Regions from separate parts of the Mus musculus genome. Here all the other regions are linked to region 2. The links are chromatin contacts, called in public promoter capture Hi-C maps. All regions are on one chromosome and are shown on one strand. The core of a region is the stretch at or near the end of the contact, and the rest is flanking DNA. Distances in the headings are between cores, read along the strand shown. Region 1 holds the start of Wdyhv1 (WDYHV motif containing 1). Region 2 holds the start of Taf2 (TATA-box binding protein associated factor 2). Region 3 holds the start of Rad21 (RAD21 cohesin complex component).

What was found. Promoter capture Hi-C pulls out the DNA fragments that hold promoters and counts their contacts.
Region 1: a promoter capture Hi-C map of pre-B cells shows a contact between it and region 2. The contact joins the promoter of Wdyhv1 here to the promoter of Taf2 in region 2. A contact is called at or near these places in 5 of 39 promoter capture datasets (cranial neural crest, liver, maxillary cranial neural crest and 1 more).
Region 3: a contact with region 2 is called in a promoter capture Hi-C map of pre-B cells. The contact joins the promoter of Rad21 here to the promoter of Taf2 in region 2. A contact is called at or near these places in 1 of 39 promoter capture datasets (pre-B cells) and 1 of 484 Hi-C or Micro-C datasets (pre-B cells).

What each region holds. Positions count from the first base shown.
Region 1 is chr15:58,139,042-58,143,336 of GRCm38.p6, forward strand. Wdyhv1 (WDYHV motif containing 1) reads left to right here and starts at 2,325. Exons shown (of 6, transcript NM_029734.2): 1 at 2,325-2,540. The coding sequence starts at 2,452. It overlaps Gm23475 (a small nuclear RNA gene), which reads right to left and starts at 4,228; the gene lies at 4,167-4,228.
Region 2 is chr15:55,070,388-55,074,978 of GRCm38.p6, forward strand. Taf2 (TATA-box binding protein associated factor 2) reads right to left here and starts at 1,765. Exons shown (of 26, transcript NM_001081288.1): 1 at 1,460-1,765; 2 at 1,006-1,060. The coding sequence starts at 1,542.
Region 3 is chr15:51,990,474-51,994,871 of GRCm38.p6, forward strand. Rad21 (RAD21 cohesin complex component) reads right to left here and starts at 1,287. Exons shown (of 14, transcript NM_009009.4): 1 at 1,074-1,287. Gm52217 reads left to right here and starts at 502. Exons shown (of 2, transcript XM_030248881.1): 1 at 502-1,316. The coding sequence starts at 596.

The sequences.
Region 1 (4,295 bases), core at 1,075-3,574, 3.1 Mb after region 2:
TATTTATTTATTTATTTATTATATGTAAGTACACTGTAGCTGTCTTCAGACGCACCAGAAGAGGGCATCAGATCTCTGTTACAGGTGGTGAGCCACCATGTGGTTGCTGGGATTTGAACTTCGGACCTTTGGAAGAGCAGTCGGGTGCTCTTACCCCCTGAGCCATCTCACCAGCCCCTCCTGGTTACTATTTTCATTTGTATTTTTAACAATTCAGAAGTGGAGGGTACACTTGTGTATTTTCTTTAGAGAATTATTTATTTTGTTTCTATGAGTACACTATAGCTGTCTTCAGACACACCAGAAGTAGGCATCAGATCCTATTATAGATGGTTGTGAGCCACCATGTTCTTGCTGGGACTTGAACTCAGGACCTCTGGAAGAGCAGGCAGTGCCCTTAACTGCTAAGCCATCTCTCCAGCCCTATACTTGTGACTTTAAGGGTGGACCATGGTGTGTGTGGGTAGGTGAGTAGGGCTGGATGTTGTGTGAGGCAGATGAGGGCGAGTCTGAGAAGCAGCAGGGCTGATTCTCATAGCACCTGGGGCAAAAGTGCTATGGAGGGAGGAAAGAGGATAGAAGGTGTACTGGCTGGTTTTGTGTGTCAACTGGACACAGGCTGGAGTTATCACAGAGAAAGGAGCCTCGGTTGAGGAAATGCCTCCGTGAGATCCAGCTGTAAGGTGTTTTCTCAATTAGTGATCCAGGGCAGAAGAGGGCCCATTGTGAGTGATGCCATCCCTGGGCTGGTAGTCTTGGATTCTATAAGAAAGCAAGCTGAGCAAGGCAGGGGAAGCGAGCCAGTAAGTAACATCCCTCCATGGCCTCTGCATCAGCTCCTGCTTCCTGACTTCCTTTGGTGATGAACAGGAATGTGAAAGTGTAAGCTGAATAAACCCTTTCCTCCCCAACTTGCTTTTCCTTGCTTCTCGGTCATGATGTTTGTGCAGGAATAGAAACCCTGATTAAGACAGAAGGCCATTGCTGTCCACACACAACTGCAAGCAGGCTTCCCCAAGTTCTGGTGTCTGTCCAGAGCTGACTCCACTGGAGGGCAGGATGATCACACAACTAGCTCTGGTCCCTTCTAGAAACTGCAGGGATCCTCTTTCCCTTGCAATCTCTTTCCATCCTTCTACTGAGAAAGCTTAACTTCACACTCACTTTGTACTAACCAAGAGAGGCTTCATGACTGCCACTCCCTGCCTCCCAGCCTCTGTTGAAGGGAGTATTCAAGCTGAAACAATAAATTGGTAACAGACACAAACACATGTTTAGTTTGTAGGATTTATGGGTTTTGGACAGCAGCTGAAGTTCACCAGAATACCACCAGCACAGCACTTTATGGGGTTGGGGTCTCAGAAGGCTGAGAGTCTGTGGGTGGCCTATAATCTAATCTTAAGAAGTCCAGCGTTTGCAGGGAGGTTCTCTGAGCACTTAAGGCACACACAGGAGACTGGGATGTCTATAGAGACAGTTCTCTATGTCTTTAATTCACTATGCATAAACACTGTTTTAGCAATTTGGTGTCTTCTCTTTTGAAAATAAATATGATTAACACAAAATGCTATCCAGACTCTTTAAATCTTTTTTTTTTTAAAAGAAAAATTCTTTTGTAGTCTAGGATCACCTTGCATTAGAAGCAATCCTCCTGCTTCAGTCTCCTGCATGCAAGGACTTTAGGTGTCTGTCACCACACCTGGTTAAAACTTTTTTTCTTTAAAATACACACACACACACGGAGAGGGAGAGAGATCCAGATGAGAAGAAATTAAATTACAATATGGTGAGATCTGGGTGCACTGCACTAACACCCCCCCCCCCCCCCCCCGTTCGCCTTTCTTTCTCAGTTCCTGCTCTAAAGGTTCAGCTTTCGTGCGTGCCCAAGCATCTCTTAGTTTAGAGTTTCTTCTGGTTTCACACAGCGGGCAACCTTAGCTGGAGTTTTAAGTGTATCCGGAAGCTCATATCTAAACACTGGCAACAACACAAGCAATCCCTCCATGGGAGGGCGACTAGGTCTACGCAGCGTAGCTCAAGAACAGGTTCGGTTTGGGGTCCGGGTGGTGGGGGGGGCGGGGCGAGAGGGAAGCCTCTAAGTGCATCCCGCTCTGCCACAGGCTCCACCCACCACGCAAAACCTGGCAAGAACTACACAGTTCAAGTCATCCTAAGATTCGCATTCCCAGCCCCCTCTCCACCAGCCTCGCCCCACCCCCACCCCCCTCAGATCCCACTCATTCTCTCAGGCCCCGCCCACCCGGAACCACGCAGGCTTCGTCATCCCGGGCTCCGCCCTCACGCTGCACGGGGCCCCGCCCACCCGGCTCTCGGCTCTCCCACCCGGAAACTGTCCTGGCCGCCTACTCTGTTGTCCTCTCCTCCTGGGAGACTGGCGACAATTGCGGCCAGCGGGTTGTTTAGTTGACCTGTGAGCCACAGCTTCGGGTCATGGAGGGGGACGGCCCCGCCGCCACGGCCCCGCAGTACCAGCCGGTCTGTCCTACGCGGGACGCATGTGTCTACAACAGCTGCTATTGGTGAGAGAGCGCGGGCGCGGACCCCGGGAATCTGCGCGGTTTCGCGCGCCGCCACCAATGCGCCCCTCTCCTGGATGCTCCCCTGAGTGCTGCTGCTGGCCTACACTGCCCGGGTTTAGCGCCGGGATGAGGAGGGTGGGGAACGCATTTCTGGTCTCCTTAGCTGAGCCTGAGCAGTGGGGTGAAGTCGGGGCGTCTTAGTGCATAGGGACAAGGGAGGGAGGGGAGTTAGGCTGGAGACCCAATGGTAACTGTTGAAGTCTGCATTGATTCAGGTTGAAGTATACGTCTTTATAATTTTAAAGACAATGGAGACACAGAATTTGTGGTAGTAGGAAATCCAGTTCAGGCAACTGGCTACCCTGATTACCTTACTGGCATTACCTTACTGGCCATATGATAATGGTTGCATTTGCACCATCCTTGCCATATGCTAGGCATTGTTTTGCGTGCATGGTGTAAATTAACTCAGTTGAACCTCACAGTAATCCCAAGAGGTAGGTACTGGTGTGATTGCAGCTTGGAAGAACTCTGAGGTACTGAAGGGTGTGCTGCTGTTTTACACAAGGCCCCGGGATTGTGAGGTTAGTGTCCTAGGCTGCTTGTGCAAACACCGTTCACCTTGCCTTTTTTGTCCCTAGGCCTCATCTTCCTTTTGTGTAGGGACTGCTATCCCAACTCAGGAGAAACCTCAGGATCATTTAAATAGACTCCTCTCAACTCTAGCTGGTCACTCAAACAAGGACTCTAAGAACTTAGCATTCAGCTGTGACTGACCAGTGACCACTTTAGCTCAAGTCCAAGTGCTTGCCCTGGTTCTCAATCTTCCAGGGCTGTGACCCTTTAATACAGATCTTCTTGTTGTGGTGACCCACAGCTGTAAAAACTTCGTTGCTATTTCACAACTAATTTTGCTACTGTTAAGAATCGTAGTGTAAATATCTGATATTCAACGCCATGACCCACAGATTGAGAACAGGGGGTGGTAGAGCGATGTCTTGGAGACAGGTTCTGTGGTAATTATTGACACTACAAAGGCTGAACTATAGAATGGTTGTGGTTTGTCCCAGACCACACAACTAAGTGGAATGAGATCTGGAGTCTACATGGTGGTTGGGAGTCCTTCTTTTTTAGCTGTTGCATTATAGATCTGCTCCGCCTGGTTTCCAAATCCTGCTAGTTTTTATCTGGAACATTTACTCTGTGTCTTCCATTTATTTAGTAAATATTTCGTAGGGATGTGAAATGTATGTTGGTTGATTCTATGCACAGAGGATAGAGCAGTAAACAAGGTAGATAAATTTCCTGGCAGTGCCAAGGACTGGCCTCAGCTGGGACCGGGTTTCTGAAAGAAGGGGTGTTTGGGAGCAGTGAAAACTACTTGAAGTCAAATTGTTGGTCCATGCTGGTGGTCTATGTTCCGCTGATGTGGCTTTCTAGACTGCTCTCTCTGTGTCTGCTTGAGACAGCTTTTTCTTGCTATTCTGAAAACTTTTTGGTTGAAACAGCTAGCTTTCTGCTCAAGACAGCTCTCTCTGCTATTAAAAGTTCTAAAAGCTCTTTGGATAGCTCATGGGTTTGCTGACCAAGTCAGAAATCCTGTTAGAAATACTCAAAAAGTAATTCTTGGGTTTTCTGATCAAAATCAGAAAGCCAGAAAAAAAATTCTAAAAGAGCTGTGTTCACTCTTCTGCCAGCTTTTTCTGTTTAGCTGCTAGGAGACATGCTAACAGAGCTGTGTCAGTAAATCTTATT
Region 2 (4,591 bases), core at 515-3,014:
ACCCATTTTCCCTTTACCTGTATACACTCAGCTCCCTCATTCATAAAATTTGGACTGAGGGGGCTGGAGAGATGGCTCAACAGTTAAGAGCACCCACTGCTCTTCCAGAGGTCCAGAGTTCAATTCACATGGTAGCTCACAACCATCTGCAATGGGCATCCGATGCTGTCTTCTGCTGTGTCTGAAGACAGTGACAGTGTACCCACATATATGAAATAAATATGGCCAGAGCAAGCAGGATGGGGGGGGGGGAAGAGCTGGGACTTAAATCTTATCTGTGTCAAGAGATTACAGTGAAGAATCAATGGGTTAATATACATATCCCTTAAGGAATGTCTTATAGCCGGGCAGTGGTAGTGCATGCTTTAATCCCAGCACTTGGGAGGCAGAGACAGGCGGATTTCTGAGTTCAAGGCCAGCCTGGTCTACAGAGTGAGTTCTAGGACAGCCAGGGCTATACAGAGAAACCCTGTCTTGAAAAACAAAAAACAAAACAACAACAACAACAAAAAAGGAATGTCTTATAGACAAGAGCAATTCAACTAACACAGTATAATTCTATCAATCACGTTGACTCTAATAATGCTAAGCTTCACTGAGAGGTATCATGAGTTTCCTATACTGCTGAAGTAAAAACTTAAATTACAAATACTCCCTAATGTTTTCACGTTCTATCCCCAAATAGCAATGTGTGACAAATATTCCAAATGACACTCCATAAATGAACAGCTGAATCTAAGACTGCTATGACTACAGGCTGTCCTGTCTAATGCACAATGTGAAGGTGTTTGACTATAAAGACTTCCTATTGCACAATATACTTAGCATATTTGAACATTTTAATCAGGAAATGGGAAAAGGTGGGGAGAACAGAGAACAGCATGTATAGCAAACTAGACTTGAATTCTTATGTCTTATTCTGGGGCACCATATAATCTGGAAGACTATAGAATCCCCCCCAAGAACTGTGAAAGGCTGACTTATGATGACCGGGAGTGATCTTACCACAACTGATTTTCGCTGGAAGTTTATGTTGTTGATACAGACGACCTGATGGGTTGTATATATAAAAAAAAAGAAAGAAACGACTATTATTATATGAAAGCATAAATCTAAGTACGAATAGGGACTATATACTGAGCCGCTCAAAAACCACACAGTAGTTTGTCTTCGAATTCTACAAAATGAGTAACCTGCTTATTTTAAATCGAGCAACAGCCATGAAAAGGTTTGTCTTGACAAAAAAATATAGCGGTACTTTAAGAAAGGTTTATGAGCCCGTGGGCGGGGAAGGAGTATGCTGAACAATTATTCAAAACCGTTTCACCCTACAAACATCATGTCCCCTGGAGTGGGCTCTAATTTCCCACTAGTTTCCCGGACTCATCAAGTCACTCACAGAATCAATGAAAACAAAATCAGAGCAGGGCGAGAAACGGAGTAGGGGAAAGGTACTTATAATTTGTACGGCCGTGGGCTTTCGAAGCCCTTGTCTCCTTTCTTCCTGTTCATCCTGGAGGACTCTAAGCCGGTGGGCGGCATGAAGAGCTCCTGCGGGGCTCGCCTTTCAGGCTGCACGGGGCGCTGCAGCGCATTCCCGGTAGCGGCCCGTGCACCCGGAGCGCCTAGCCACCCGTCCTCCGCCTCCTGTCCCCTCCCCGACCACTCTCAGCCGCCTCCGCCCGGCCCCTGTCACACAGATGAGCCGCGCTACAGGAGCTCTAAGCGGCCGCCGCCGCCTGCGGACATCTTGCCGGTCACCTCTGACCGGTGACGTCAGAGGAAGTGGCGCGGCCGCGGAGGCAGAACCCGGAAGTCTTGTCCGGGCGTGAGTGGGCGGGGTTTGCACGATAAGTTTGGGATTTCTCGTCTGGCTTTTCTCCTTTGTCTCAAAACTATTTCTAAAATTAAGAGAGCAGAGGGAAGATTTACTGGGTGAGAAAAGGAAGATGGGGAAGGAAGGAAGGGACGTTAAGTGTTAGGCGAATCGTGCTTGTGGAAGACAAGAAGGGATGGAAGGGGCGAGGGACTAGGACCTAGTAATGGTCCCGAAACCATTGCTGTCAAGAACAAACTCACCCATTTGGACCTTGTGGTTTAAACTCCAAATGTGTAATCAGACCGCAGGGAACTCTCAAGCCAGAAGTCCCATGGCCTCCGTATTTGTCTTATGAATTAACAGATTTTCTTTTTGACATTTTTGAAGCTGTGGATTTTCTATTCTTGAGGGTTAAAGATGCAAACCAATGTCCGTTAATTCCGTTAGAGTATTGTCCATTAACATTTTCCCACCTGCACAGATTTCACTCCACCTATCTTTTTTACTCCTGACAAGGTCGTTAGCTGACTTTAAATTAATTTGAACTTTTCGTCTAAACAAAACCAATTAGGAAAATAAAGCCATAACTTTATTAAACCTTCCAAAACTAGACTTCGTTTTTCCCAATGAACATTTATTTATTAAACCCACACAAAGTAAAGGCAGAGCTCATAAATGGCTTACACAATCTTTATGCAGGACCACTTCCTCAAGCGTTCTCATTTGCTGGGACCATCGTCAGACTTATAATTTTTTACAATTCCCTCAAGGTAGCAGTAGGCTTGTTCCAAGTTGCAATCTTCTCAGAAATGCAGGTGAATGAAGTGCAGTGATAATCATACCCAGTGGAAACTGTTGTTTTAAAGATAGACTGGGGGGGCTGGTGAGATACCTCAGTGGTTAAGAGCACCGACAGCTCTTCCAAAGGTCCTGAGTTCAAACCCCAGCAACCACATGGTGGCTCACAACCATCCATAACAAAATCTGATGCTCTCTTCTGGAGTGTCTGAAGACAGCTACAGTGTACTTACATATAATAAATAAATAAATAGATAGATAAATAAATAAATATTTAAAAAAAAAAAAAAGAGGGCTGGAGAGATGGCTCAGCGGTTAAGAGCACTGACTGCTCTTCCGAAGGTCCTGAGTTCAAATCCCAGCAACCACATGGTGGCTCACAACCATCTGTAATGAGATCTGATGCCCTCTTCTAGGGTGTCTGAAGACAGCTACAGTGTACTTACATATAATAATAAATAAATCTTTAAGCAGGAGTGAGCAGGGCCAAGCTGAAGTGAGAGAGGTCAACCAGAGCGAACAGAGGTCCTAAATTCAAATTCCCAGCAACCACATGACAGCTCACAACCATCAATACAGCTACAGTGTATTCATATACATAAAAAATAAATAATAAATAAACTTTAAAAAAAAAGATAGACTGGGGAAAACTTGCTTTTTTTTTTTCCACGGAGGTGCCAATCTGCTAAAAATCTTTGCTCAGGAAGCTGGAAAGTAACATAACCATCTGTGGTCTCACTGGCTTCTTCTAGAAAGGTGGATGCGACTGTCTCAACATCACTACAGGACACAAAAGTCCATATAAATATAGATACACACACGTATGGTTGACAGGCCTGTGGTCTGGTTGAATCGCTGTTGGGGTCAATCCTTAGGCCAGTGGCTCTCAATTTGTGCATCATGACCTTTTGAGGGGTCAAAAGACTCTTTTGACAGGGTCCCGTAGTAAAATGTACAGATGTGCACATCAGATAGTTAGGTTCCAATTCATAACAGCAAAGGTACAGTTATGAAGTCGCACTGAAAATAATTTTATGGTTGAGGTCAACACACGAACAGTATTAACGGGTTGTAACATTAAGAAAGTGGAGAACTGGCAGGGCGTGGTGGTGCACACCTTTAATCCCAGCACTTGGGAGGCAGAGGCAGGCAGATTACTGAGTTCAAGGCCAGCCTAGTCTACAGAGTGAGTTCCAGGACAGCCAGGGCTACAGAGAGAAAAGAAAAAAGAAAGTTGAGAACCACTACTTTAAGCCAACTGTTAACATGACCTCAATTGATTCCCACTGGCCTCTGTTTGAGTTTAGTAGGTCAATAGTTGGATCTAGTAGGTCTTCACTGGTTGGGTCTGTGAGTCATCATTGATTTCATCTATGTATGGACTGGGGGAAGCCATAGCTGGGGCACACAAGACAGAGTGCCAGGACTTTGCAGAGCATAGCTCCTCGTTGAGAGTGGGAGCAACCAGTGAACAGGAAGACGGAATTGCCAAAACTAGAAACGATTTATAGTTAGCTAGTGAGTTTTACCCACACAGGGGAGTACTGCTCCTCCAGTATTCTTCACATAGAATGCAGGATTAAGCCCACTTTATCAGTAGTGCATAGTCAAGTAAGCAGAGGCCAGTGGTAAGCCCATTTCAGCAATGTAAACAACTGATACACTGTTGGTTATTCTTGGTTGTCCCTTTGATTACATCTGGAATTAGCAAGAATCTAAGCAGCTCAGTACACCTATGAGAGATTTCCCTTAATTAAATGTCTAAAGTGGGAAGACCCACCTTTAAGCTGGATATTTTCAGGTGGGAAGAGCCACCGTTAATCTGGGACACACATTCTGGTAGTAGCCAATATAGAGGACAGGGAAGAAGGAAACTTTTGCTCTTTACCTGTTTGTTTTTGCTCTTGCTGGCAAGCTCATTTCTTCAGTGGTATTAGAGCCTACTTCTTAGAGCTGGAGGATACCGAAGACCAG
Region 3 (4,398 bases), core at 37-2,536, 3.1 Mb before region 2:
TGGTGGGCACGGGACGGGACGACGCCGAAGCTCTTCCAATACAGTTTAAGGAGAGCAAATATTAACTTTCCTTTGTAAAGAGAAGCCGAAGTACAGAAGCCACTTCCATAAGCCATTCAAACACCAACGCGTTTTGGAACGCTGAAGACAGCTTAACAAATCAGAGAGCACGAAGAAAACGTCCACAGCGTTTCCCTCTTAAATTTGAAGAAGGCCGCTTGGTCTAGTTGAACACCTCGACAGTGTCACCTTACACTATCCTGGCAGAGCCTACTCAAAGCCTTTCTGTGCCACGAAAAAGGCACCCAGCCTCGGAACGTCTCTACAACACTCGATCCTTAGCCATTAAAGAAATTAAAAAAAAAAAAAAAGTTTAGAAAAGTTAAGGGGAATACCAGCTACACTCATGTTCTTGGAAGCAATGTTATTCGATCGTGTTTTAAAACAGCCGGTCCAATTTCTGAGATGCCCAACACACAAATATATACATTATAGAGAAATCCGGTTGAGGGAGACAGAAGAACAGGCGAGTGAGTCCACGATCCCTGCGGCCAGCACACGCCTGGCGCGACCCGGACCCCGGACTCCACACCCGATGCACCGCGCCCGCCCGCCCAGGAGTCTCCCTGACGGCTCCCGCCCTGAGTCCCGCGTCTTTGCAGACAGCCATCTTCCCCCCCGAGGGGGCGGCCAGCTCCGAGAGCGGGCTCGTTCAAACCTCCCCTTCTCTCCCCGTCAGCCCCGGGATCCCGCTGTCCCACCTCCGCGCGGCCGAGGGTCGCTTTTGTGGGCCCTGGACTGCGGCGGAACCATTAGGAAGTCAGCAGGCGCGGTGCACGGCCCCGGGGCAGCGAGGAACCCCCCCAGGCGAGGGCGGCCCCGGGACGTAGGGGGCCCGGAGAGCGCGGGGTCGCCGGGCGCTGCCCGGGAGCTGGCAGCACTCGGGGGCCGCAACGCCGGCCGCCTCGCACCGCAACTGCGGGCCGCGGAGCCCGCGCCCCGGGAGCAACCCGGCGGGGCAGAGCACCGGGGAGGGAGCCAGAGCCCGAGGAGGGGTCGGCCCGATCGCTTACCTGGATCTCGGCGGGGAGCCGGGAGGGGTGGGTGGCCCGGGGAGGGGGGGAAGGGTCAGGGGAGGGGGCGGGGAGAGGGGGAGCCCTTGTGCGGTGTAGCCTCGGAGCTGCTCCCGCCACCGCCACGGCCGCCGCCTCCTTTTCCGATTCACTCAAACAAACAAGATGGCGGCCGTTACGGCGCGGCTCTTCCGGCCGCCCAAATCCTCGGTTCAAATCGGCAGGATGTTTACGGTCAAAAAGGTACGTGTGCGCCTGCGCAACCCGCCGGAGCCGCCCCCCACCCACAGAAGGGGCGGCGCAGGCGCGCTGACCACTTCCTTGTCTCTGGACCAGCCACCTATTGGCCACGGAGCAGGCGCAAAGGGTTCCTTGAAGAGGTTTGCGGAGCGTCAGAGTTGGCAAATGCAGCGCCTGCGCAACACCGTGTAACTAATTGGGGTTTAACTTGAACTCGAGTTAAAGCAGGTCTTTGCTGTTGGCCAGTTTTCTTTGCGCCCGGCAAAAATAAAAATTATTTTAATGACCTTGTACAGCGACGAAGGAAACAAAAATCTTAAGCTAGCTGCTGGAAAAGTAAGGCCTAATTGGTTCGGCCAACCTGTGCTTATATTAGGTTTGCAGCAAAAAGCATGCTACCGAGGCCCTGGGAGAAATTTTTTGAGAGTAGATTCCTTTTACACGCAGTTCCTAAACTAACTTTGGTCTCCCATTCATGGAGTCTCATATATGTTCTTGAAAGTTCCCTTTAACAACATTTGATTCTCTGGCGGTGGTGGTACACGCCTTTAACCTCAGCACTCGGAAGGCAGAGGCAGGTGCATCTCTGTGAGTTCAAGACCAGCTTGGTCACAAGGTCCAGGACAGCCAATACTACACAGAGGAGCCCTATCTCAAACCAAAACAACAATAACAAAAACCAACAAAACAACATTTGATTCTTTGAAGCAGATGCTTGCTTATGGTTCATCAGTAAATTTCTTACTGTGGGAGTTAGCTACTGACAGTTTGGAAACACCTGCTGAAGGTGCGTGTGTCAACTTTAGGCAGTTTGCTTAACAAACCTTTGACAGGACAGATTTAATTAACAGATTTCACCTCTATTCATTGGAAAATAATCCACTTTCCTTTTTTTGGCTACGTAGTAATGACTTTTATGATTTGACTTAATAACTGACCGAGAAACTGCTTGCTGTCATTCTCTAAAGCCTTTTTATAAAGCAGTTCTGTTCTGCTTGTCTGTCTCATGATAACACACAACACATTTGAGAGAGGAAAACGGTAGGAGGATTATAAAACATACAGTAGCAGATTTTGGTTTAGAACTGCACACAGTTTTGCAGAGCTGTTCCTCGGAACTGATCAACTCTTGAAAAAGGATTATATATGTCAAAAACACTAGAGTAAGTAGGAAGCTTAGAGTAAGAGGATTGACAAGATTTTTGGGAATATCACAATGTGTTTTGGCATAACTTTAAAGCTTTTACAGTAAATGAAAAAAATAAGGTATAAAGCATTTGTTTAAAAAAAAAAAGCATTTGTTTAATAAAGAAAACTCCCCAAGTAAAATGCCTTAAGGTCTTGGACTAAGCAGAAGGAAATGGGTTTAAAACACTGATAAAACACTGATAATGATTTTGCTGTTTATCTGGATTTTGATAAGAAATGTCATTTAAGGATAAGATATGTAGTAAAATATAATCAGGCACAGACATAGAGAAGCAAAGAAGTTAGGGATAACAGTCCGTATTTCAAATACCAACACAATACAATATGTATGAATTAAATGAGTGAAAATAATCCCTCGGGGTGTGTGTGTGTGTGTGTGTGTTACATTTAAGTTTAATTCATAGTTACACCCACCTCATGGGAAAGGAAAGATTTGAGTCAACTCTGAGAACAGGATTTCACAGGCCATGTCAAGGCTGGGTGTAGGATCTGCCCAGGCATATGGGTGAATCACCAAATCAAAATCATCTGGGTTCAGGAGTGGGCCTAGAGAGGATGGAGAGTGCATATGTTGATTTGAGTTACAAAGAACTGAAGGGGGGGGGGAGGCAGAACCTGGATTAGAGCCTTATAGATCATTAAGACTTTTGTCCAAAAACTTCATCATATTAACAGTTCAATACCAAGAACATTTCAGTTACCTCCCTGGAAATATTTGACAGTGACCATTTTTATAACAGAAATTTAATAAAATAAGATTGACAGTATTTTTTCCAGGTGTGTTGTTTCAGTTTGGTATTCATTGTTTCTTTTATCCAGCAAAACTGCCTAGAAAAATTATTGACAAATGGGCAAATAGAGCTGGGGTGGAGCTCTTAAAATAATGTCAGGAAGACCTTATGATGTTAAAAAATTTACAAATTAAAAAATGTATTAGTTGGGCATGGTGGCGCACACCTTTAATCCCAGCACTTGGGAGGCGGAGGCAGGCGGATTTCTGAGTTCAAGGCCAGTCTGGTCTACAGAGTGAGTTCCAGGACAGCCAGGGCTATACAGAGAAACCCTATCTCGAAAAACAAACAAACAAACAAACATTTAAAATGTATTAAATTACTACCAGTTGAGGAAAGGATACCACCAATATAGTATTTTCACTGCAAAAGAATTAAACGAGTTTGATGAGGGGCATAAGGAAAGAGAGAAACTGCTAATTTTGATAAAGGAGAAAAGTAGAGTGAAAAGGCAAACTCCTAAAGACCCTTCTAAGACTGCATGGGGGTCACGAACACCAACTGGTTCTTGTCTCTTGATAAGAATAAAATTAACTACTGCAGTTTCTGTGTTATTTGGAAATCATCACGTTACAAAAACCATACAAACACTTGGTGTAAAGATTTGCCCTGTATTATGACACAACTTTTTTCCTGAAGAAAAAGTCTGTTTATTGCTCTGTCTCTGGTATACTTGTGCAGGGTACCTGGCAGTCTTGTTTTCTAATTTTGATTTGGTTTACTACTTGTACTGAAATATTACTTCAACTGCATTTGAATTAGAGAGTTGAAGTAGGCCTGAGAATATGCTTTATAAACAGTTTTCAGGTAATTGCAAGTCTTCTGCTATCTGGATCCTATTTTTTGAAGGCAGAGTTTGGAATCATGTAGGCCTGAGATTTGATTACAATCTTCCACTTAGAAGCTACTGCCTTTCAAGTTGCTCAACCTCCCTGCGGTTAAGTTTTATTTATGAAGTCAGGCAAATGTTATCCATCTGGTTGGTGCTATGGTGCTTATTACACGTGATAATGTATTTAAAGTACTTAGCAGAGCATTTGGCACATTGAAGTCAATACATTAAAATTGTTAGTATTATCATGATT